2 separate regions of the Anas platyrhynchos genome follow, and region 2 is linked to region 1. The links are chromatin contacts, called in public Hi-C maps. All regions are on one chromosome and are shown on one strand. The core of a region is the stretch at or near the end of the contact, and the rest is flanking DNA. Distances in the headings are between cores, read along the strand shown.

What was found. Hi-C and Micro-C count contacts between places; a contact is called where the count stands out from the background.
Region 2: a contact with region 1 is called in a Hi-C map of skeletal muscle, with 3 times the contacts expected there. The contact joins the promoter of APRT here to the promoter of CDH15 in region 1. A contact is called at or near these places in 4 of 8 Hi-C or Micro-C datasets (liver, skeletal muscle and subcutaneous adipose tissue).

What each region holds. Positions count from the first base shown.
Region 1 is chr12:1,610,212-1,613,969 of IASCAAS_PekinDuck_T2T, forward strand. CDH15 (cadherin 15) reads right to left here and starts at 1,819. Exons shown (of 14, transcript XM_072043801.1): 1 at 1,662-1,819; 2 at 680-814; 3 at 291-446; 4 at 65-209. The coding sequence starts at 1,712.
Region 2 is chr12:1,774,766-1,778,036 of IASCAAS_PekinDuck_T2T, forward strand. It overlaps APRT (adenine phosphoribosyltransferase), which reads left to right and starts at 1,551. Exons shown (of 5, transcript XM_027465727.3): 1 at 1,551-1,710; 2 at 2,243-2,346; 3 at 3,154-3,271. The coding sequence starts at 1,634.

The DNA of each region.
Region 1 (3,758 bases), core at 569-3,068:
GTGGGTGCTGGCACGGGGGCCGGCTCGTGTCCCCCCCCCACCCCGGGTGGCCGCGGGGTCCCACCTGGCTCGGCGCCCTCCACCACGCGCCCCGTGAAGACGTCCTGGCGGAAGAGCGGCCGGTTGTCGTTCTGGTCCACCACGATGATCTCCAGGTCCGTGGGGTCCTCCAGTGTCACGCCGCCCAGGTCCAGGGCAAAAGCCTTCAGCTGGGGGCACGAAGCAGGTGGGTGAGGGTGAAGGGGGGGGGCTGGGGGCCACGGGTACGCACAGCCGGGTCATATCCTTACCCGAAATCGGTCGTTCTCCTCCCGGTCCAGCATGGCGTTGAGGAAGACCTTGCCGCTGAACTTGTCGATGGAGAAGATGCCCAAGGGCTCCTCGTCCACCCCCGGCCCCTTGATGCTGTAGATCACCCCCCCCGGCTGCTGCTTGTCCGACTTGATCTGCCCAGAGGAAAGCAGGGCTGGGGCTGGGGGGCTGGGGGCTGCCCCCCGGACCCCTGGGGTCGTGGTGGGGGGGGTGCCTCACCCCCAGGGCAGGGTGCTTGGGGTGGGGGGGTCCCTGCACCCAGGGGAATTGGGGCTCCATCCCCTCCGTGCTACATGGGGATCTCCTCACTGGGGGGGCCCTGTGCTGCCCCCCATAGTGTCCCCCCCCCATTTTTTTCCCCGCCTACCTGCACCAGGAGGTGTGGGATGCGCTTGTGGTTCTCCGAGACGCTGATGGGGGGGATCACCCAGGCCCTCTTCACCCGCCGGGGGCCCTCGTGCTGCCGCCAGCCGGGGGGGCTGCCTGGGGCCGTGCTGGCACCCTGAGGGGGGAGGGGACACCGTGCTGCCGAGTGGGACACGGGGGCTTCGTGGTGGCCCCCCCCCCATCGTGGTGATGGGCACCCCAAGAAGGGGGCAGAAATGCCTGGCACGGCCCCAACCCATATCACCGTCACCGCATGGGGGGGTCCGGGCTGGGGTGGGGGGCACGGAGCTGGGGGGCTGCAGCCAGGGCTGGGCTGGGGGCATGTGGGGAGACCCCCCCCCCCCTTCCCGTTTATCTGGGAGGCTGCTGGAGCTCGGGGAGGGCAGGGAGGGGGTGGTTGGATAATGGGGGGGGGGTGAGGGGGGTCCCTGTGGGTCCGCTTGCCTTCCTTCCCCCCCCCCCAGAGCTATGGGGCCCAGGCCAGACCCCGACAGCCCCACATGGCTCAGGCCTGAGGCCGCGGTGAGGGGCACGGGGGGGGCTGTGTGCGAACAGTGGGGTGGGAGGGGGCTGGGGGGGGGGAAATCCGGCAGTGCTGCTAGGGGTGGTGAGGGGAGCAGCGTGTTTCTGAGCACCAGCCCCCCCCATACCCCTCTCGCCGCTTTCCAGCCCAGGCAATGTGCCGGAGGCCCCCCCCCCTGCCCCGGCCACCGCCACCATCTGTGGGGTGGGAAATGGCCCAGGAGGGGCGCAGAGCCTGCGACACCCCCGTCCCCATCCCCGACACCCCCCTCCCCATCCCCAAATCCCCCCTCTCCATCCCCAAATCCCCCCTCTCCATCCCCGACACCCCCGGAGACGTGCGTCCGCAGGGCCTGGGCCCCATCCCAGCCACCCCCCACCCCCACCAACCCATTTTTTAGGGGGGTGGGGGTAAGTTTCAGCCCCCCCCCATCCCTTACCCTGGCGCAGAGGGGGGCGAGCAGGCAGGCGAGCAGGAGCGGGGGCCCCATGGCCGAGCGGGCGCAGTCCGAGCCGCTCGCCGGCCCCGAGCTAAAATAACCGCGGGGCTGGCTGAGTGACAGCACATGTGCTGCCGAGCGGCCCGGGCCCCCCCCGGCAGGGCAGCTGGCCCCACAGCCCCCCCCCGCCGCCCCCCGGCCCGGCCCGATGCCGCCCGGCTGCGCGCAGGGGGCCCGACGGGGCTGGCGGTGCGCACGGGGAGACCGGGGAGAAGGGGGTCCGAAAGGCTGGGGGGGGTCCACGAAGGGGTCCCCGGGGGTGCTGCGTGTCCCCCCCCCTCCTCCTTTGCACGGCACTTTGTGGATGGGGGCTGCGCCCCCCCTCGCCCCGGGCAGGGCGCTGGGAATGCGGCAGCTGCCGCCGGGTGCGCCCCGGGGATGCCGCGACGGGGCGGGCGGAGAGCCCCGGGCCCGCTGCTCCCCCCCCCCCGGCAGCACGGCCCCGGCCCCCGCCCGGCATCGTCGCCCCCCTCCTGCTCTCAATCTCCCCCCTCCCGGGGGGGCTCTGCTCGCCCCCAGCCCCGCCGGGCCCCCGCGGCCGCGTTCCGGGGCAGGTGCGGGGCCATCTGGGCTGGCGGCGGGCGCTGGGCGGGGGCCAGGGCGGGCTGCGAGGGGGGGGGGGCAGCGGCAAGGCTGGGGCCAGCACCAGCCCAGCACAGTCCCAGCCCCATTCCCACCTCACCCCATACAGCTCCAACCCCATCCCATCCCATATCCCCACCCCCATCCCATCCCATCCCATCCCATCCCCATCCCCATCCCATCCCATCCCATCCCCATCCCATCCCATCCCATATCCCCACCCCCATCCCATCCCATCCCATCCCATATCCCCATCCCCATACCCATCCCATCCCCATCCCCATCCCCATCCCCATCCCATCCCATCCCATCCCATCCCATCCCATCCCATCCCATCCCACCCCATATCCCCATCCCCATCCCATCCCATCCCATCCCATCCCATCCCATCCCATCCCATCCCATCCCATCCCATATCCCCATCCCATCCCATCCCATCCCATCCCATCCCATCCCATCCCATATTCCCATCCCATCCCATCCCCATCCCCATCCCCATCCCATCCCCATCCCCATCCCATCCCATCCCATCCCATCCCCATCCCCATCCCATCCCCATCCCATCCCATATCCCCATCCCAATCCCATCCCATCCCATCCCATCCCATCCCATCCCATCCCATATCCCCACCCCCATCCCATCCCATCCCATCCCATCCCATCCCATCCCATATTCCCATCCCATCCCATCCCCATCCCCATCCCCATCCCATCCCCATCCCCATCCCATCCCATCCCATCCCATCCCCATCCCCATCCCATCCCCATCCCATCCCATATCCCCATCCCAATCCCATCCCATCCCATCCCATCCCATCCCATCCCATCCCATCCCATATCCCCACCCCCATCCCATCCCATCCCATCCCATCCCCATCCCCATCCCCATCCCCATCCCATCCCATCCCATCCCATATTCCCATCCCATCCCATCCCGCAGCACCAGAGGGCAGCATCGCCCCGGCCACCAGCTCCGTGTCCCCGCACCCCGGGGGCCGCACCGGGGAGCGGCCGGGTGGGGGGGGCCGGGCTGCAGCGAGTGCCTCCCCCCACCCCATCCAGCCCCGTTCCCCTCCCTGGGGACCCCCCGGTTCCCTCCTGCGCAGAGCATCTGGAGAGCGCTGCGGGGCTGCTGCAGGGGGGGCAGCCCAAAGGAAAAAAAGCTGGGGGACACAGGGGGGTCTTCTGCCCCCCCCCCAGCTCCTCACCGAAGCCAAGCGGTGGCAGGGCTTCAGGTGGCCAGGGGACAGCAGAGGGGACATGGAGCCGTGCCACGAATGGGTGAGCGTCGGGCACCGGTGACCCCATGGCACGGCTCAGCCCCCTCCCCGTCCATCTGCCCGACCCCATTTATCCGCCCACCCTCCTGCCCTGCCACCCCACATCAGTGTCACAGCGGGGAGCAGCCCCGGTGGCTGTGGCTGGGGGTCCTGGCAGCTGACCCTGACCCTAATG
Region 2 (3,271 bases), core at 301-2,800, 160 kb after region 1:
GTGGTGGCTGCTAATAACGGTGGTGGCTGCCTAGGAGGGTGACAAAAATGAATTCAGTTGCATCTCAGAAAAAAAAACAAACACGTGATGAAGCCCCCAGCTCCTCCAGGGGTGCGAGCAGAAGGCAGGGCTGCCTGGCTTGGTGCTCCGGGAGGCTGCAGAAGGGCCCTGTCCCATCTCCTTGCTCGTTTCCATGGGTAGGCAGAGTAATTCCATCGCTTCCAGCCGCCAGGAAGACGAGGAGCTGCTGGCCTAGCTCGCTGTCCGGTGTTGTGTTTGGGAAGCTCACAAGAAAATCCCGTCCAGGTCCGTGGGAGCACGGCCGCGGCGAAGCCCCCGTTCCAGTGGACGGCCGCGTGCCTCATCTGTGGCTGCTTCTCTGGAACAGCTGTCGGGATTCTTCTGGTGCCAAAGAGATAATCTGACTTCAGGGAAAATCTTACTTCGGGAGGGAATGGTTGGGAAAGGAGGCACGCTGACCTGTGTGGGCTGGCTCTGGCAAGAGAGCCTGGCGAGAGGGAACTGCTCCGACCTTCAGAGGGCTCCTCAGCAGCCATCCCTTACGCAGGTGTCCCGTGCCAGCAGGACAAAGAGACCCACAGCCACCTACAGATGGAGTGGGAAGGAAAAAGAGCAGCGGAGGATTCAGCTGCAGCGAGCAAAGAACCGGAGGCTGGCACGGGATGGGGTGTGTAGGGGGGGCAGGCAGGATTGGGTGCCCCACAAATGGTGAGATGTGCCCGAGCCCGTGGCAGATGAGGTGTGGAGCAGGTCACCTTCCCCTCCTGTTGGGTGCTCCTGCTGTGCCAGACCTTGTCTGGGAGCTGGGGGGACCCGCAGGGTGTTGGGGGGACCCACAGGGTGTTGGGGGCACTGATCCAGATGGAGCAGGGGAAGGATGTTGTGTCCCTTATCCCGCTCACAGCCCTCAGCACCCAACCTGTGGGGTCTGCACCAAATCACTCCAAAACGGCAGCTGCTGGCTCATCACCCCATGGGAAACACACCACAGATGGGCCCTAACGGCTGTCCCAGGGACGTGGAGCCCAGTTGTCCCCACGCAGCTCCCAGCAGCGGGCACCCAGCTCGGCCTTTGCGGGACCTTTGCTGCAGCAGGGGCTGTGCCCAGCTGAGTCTGGAGCAGATCCAAGCCCCAGCTGCTGCCCCAGGAGATGTGGAACCGTCCTTTAGGGCTCCCAACCGCAGCGCAGGGTGCAGGGGAACACGGAGAGCGGGGAGCACCCTGACCTGCCCCACCAAAGCTTATCTCCCCCACTGCCAACCCAAACCACAGGCTTTAAAAAAACATGGGAGACAGAAAAAGCAAAATAATCCAGCCCCCCCCCAAAAAAAAGGTGCTAATCGGGCAGGGGGAAGGGGCTGCAGGGGCTCTTTTGGGCACGGGACCCCCTCGGGAGGGTCTCTGCGCGCCGGCTCCTGGGCACGGCGGGCAGGGGCTGCGCGCCCTGGGGCGCACCGGGGCGCACCGCGGGGCGCTGGGGCCGGGACCCCGGGGAAAACCCGGCCCGATTCCGGGGAAATCCGGCCCGATCGCGGCGCAGCCGCACCGGGGAAGGCTCCGGGAGGGGGCACCGCCTGCAATCGGCGGCGGCTGCGCAGTGCTGGGGAGGCAATGGAGGAGAGGCTGAGGGCTGTGCGCGCAGGGGTGCGCTGCTTCCCCGATTTCCCCGTGCCCGGAGTGCTGTTCCGGTGCGTGGCTGGGCTGGGGGGGAGGATAAAGGGGTTGGGGGGGAGGATAAAGGGCTGGGGATGGGGCAGGGGTTGGAGGAGAGGGGCTGGAGATGGAACAGGGGGCCTGGGAATGGAAGAGTAGGGTTGGGGATGGAGCAGGAGAGCTAGGGGGTGGAGAAAAGGGGATGGAGGAAAGGGCCTGGGGATGGAGTAATAGAGCTGGGGAGGGAGAATAAGGGGCTGGGGATGGAGGAAAGGGGCTGGGGATGGAGAATAAGGGGCTGGGGATGGAGAATAAGGGGCTGGGGAGGGAGGAAGGGGGCTGGGGATGGAGCAAGGAGCTGCTTAAGGGGTGATTCAGCAGCATGGCAGGTCTGGGCTTGCTTCGTGGCTGGGGTTTTGGTCCCTCCCCAGGAAACCACAGATGCCTCTGCAGCAGCCCCGCTACCTGTCTCTTCCCCCGTGTCTGCTGGGCACGCTTCCCCTGGGTGCAGCAGCTCCGCCACGTGCACCTCTGGGTGCTGGCTAAGCGCCCTTCCTGTCTTTGCAGAGACATCAGCCCCTTGCTGAAGGATCCCGTGGCCTTCAGGGCTCTGATTGATCTGCTGGAAGATCACCTGAGGACGTCTTTGCCCCCCATCGACTTTATTGCAGGTGGGTGTTCCCCGGGGCAGAGCACGGTGCTGCCCGGGTGGTGGGTGTGGGGAGACACCTCCCCGAGGGGCCAGGAGATATCGGAGCCCTTGGGTGTCATCCGAATTACAGCCTGTAGCGTAGGTAACACCAGCAGGGGCTCTACCCTTGCCCCAGTACCGTGGTTTCCTGAAATACTGGTTTGGGATGTGGCAGACGTCATCTGATGGTGCTTCAGTGCCAGTTTTGTAATTCATTTCTTCCCTCAATAAGCAAAGAGGCATTCACTGAGCGCCGAAACCCGGTGTGCCATGCCTGGAAGGTCTCACACAGTCCCCAGGGCACGGGGCCCCTGTTTCCATCATGTTTTCCTTCTCGGAGGGTTTTATCGAGCCAACTGAAACAGGCTTTGTGGCGATAACCCGCTGCAGCACGCGTTTTAAGGAGACTGAGAATGAAAAGTGCTCCGGAAGGTGCTGCTTGGGCTGGGCGATAGCCCAGGGCTCGGGGAGCCTCAACCAAACCTGGCCAAGTGGCTCCTGATAACCAGGCTCTGCCCCTGGAGGTGCAAAGTCCCTGGGTGCGTGGCCGGACTGATAGCGGGGCTGAGCTGAGCTTTGCTGCTCTAAAGAGCTGGGAGGGAGGCAAAAAGGGCTGCTGAGCTGCTGGGGGTGTCACTGCCGTGCCCCACAGCTCCCCAGCAGCCCGTCTGGGTGAGCACGGTGCCATGGTGCACGTCTCAAACCCCATGGGGACAAAGTGCTCCCGGTGTCGCACGGTGGCTTTCAGGTGTTGGCTCTGCTGAATTCTTCCTGCTCTGCCCCCCAGGTCTGGACTCCCGCGGCTTCCTCATAGGCCCCCCTCTGGCTCAGAGGCTGGGGGTGGGCTTCGTGCCCATCCGAAAGAAGGGGAAGCTTCCCGGGCCGACCGAGTCCGTCTCGTACAC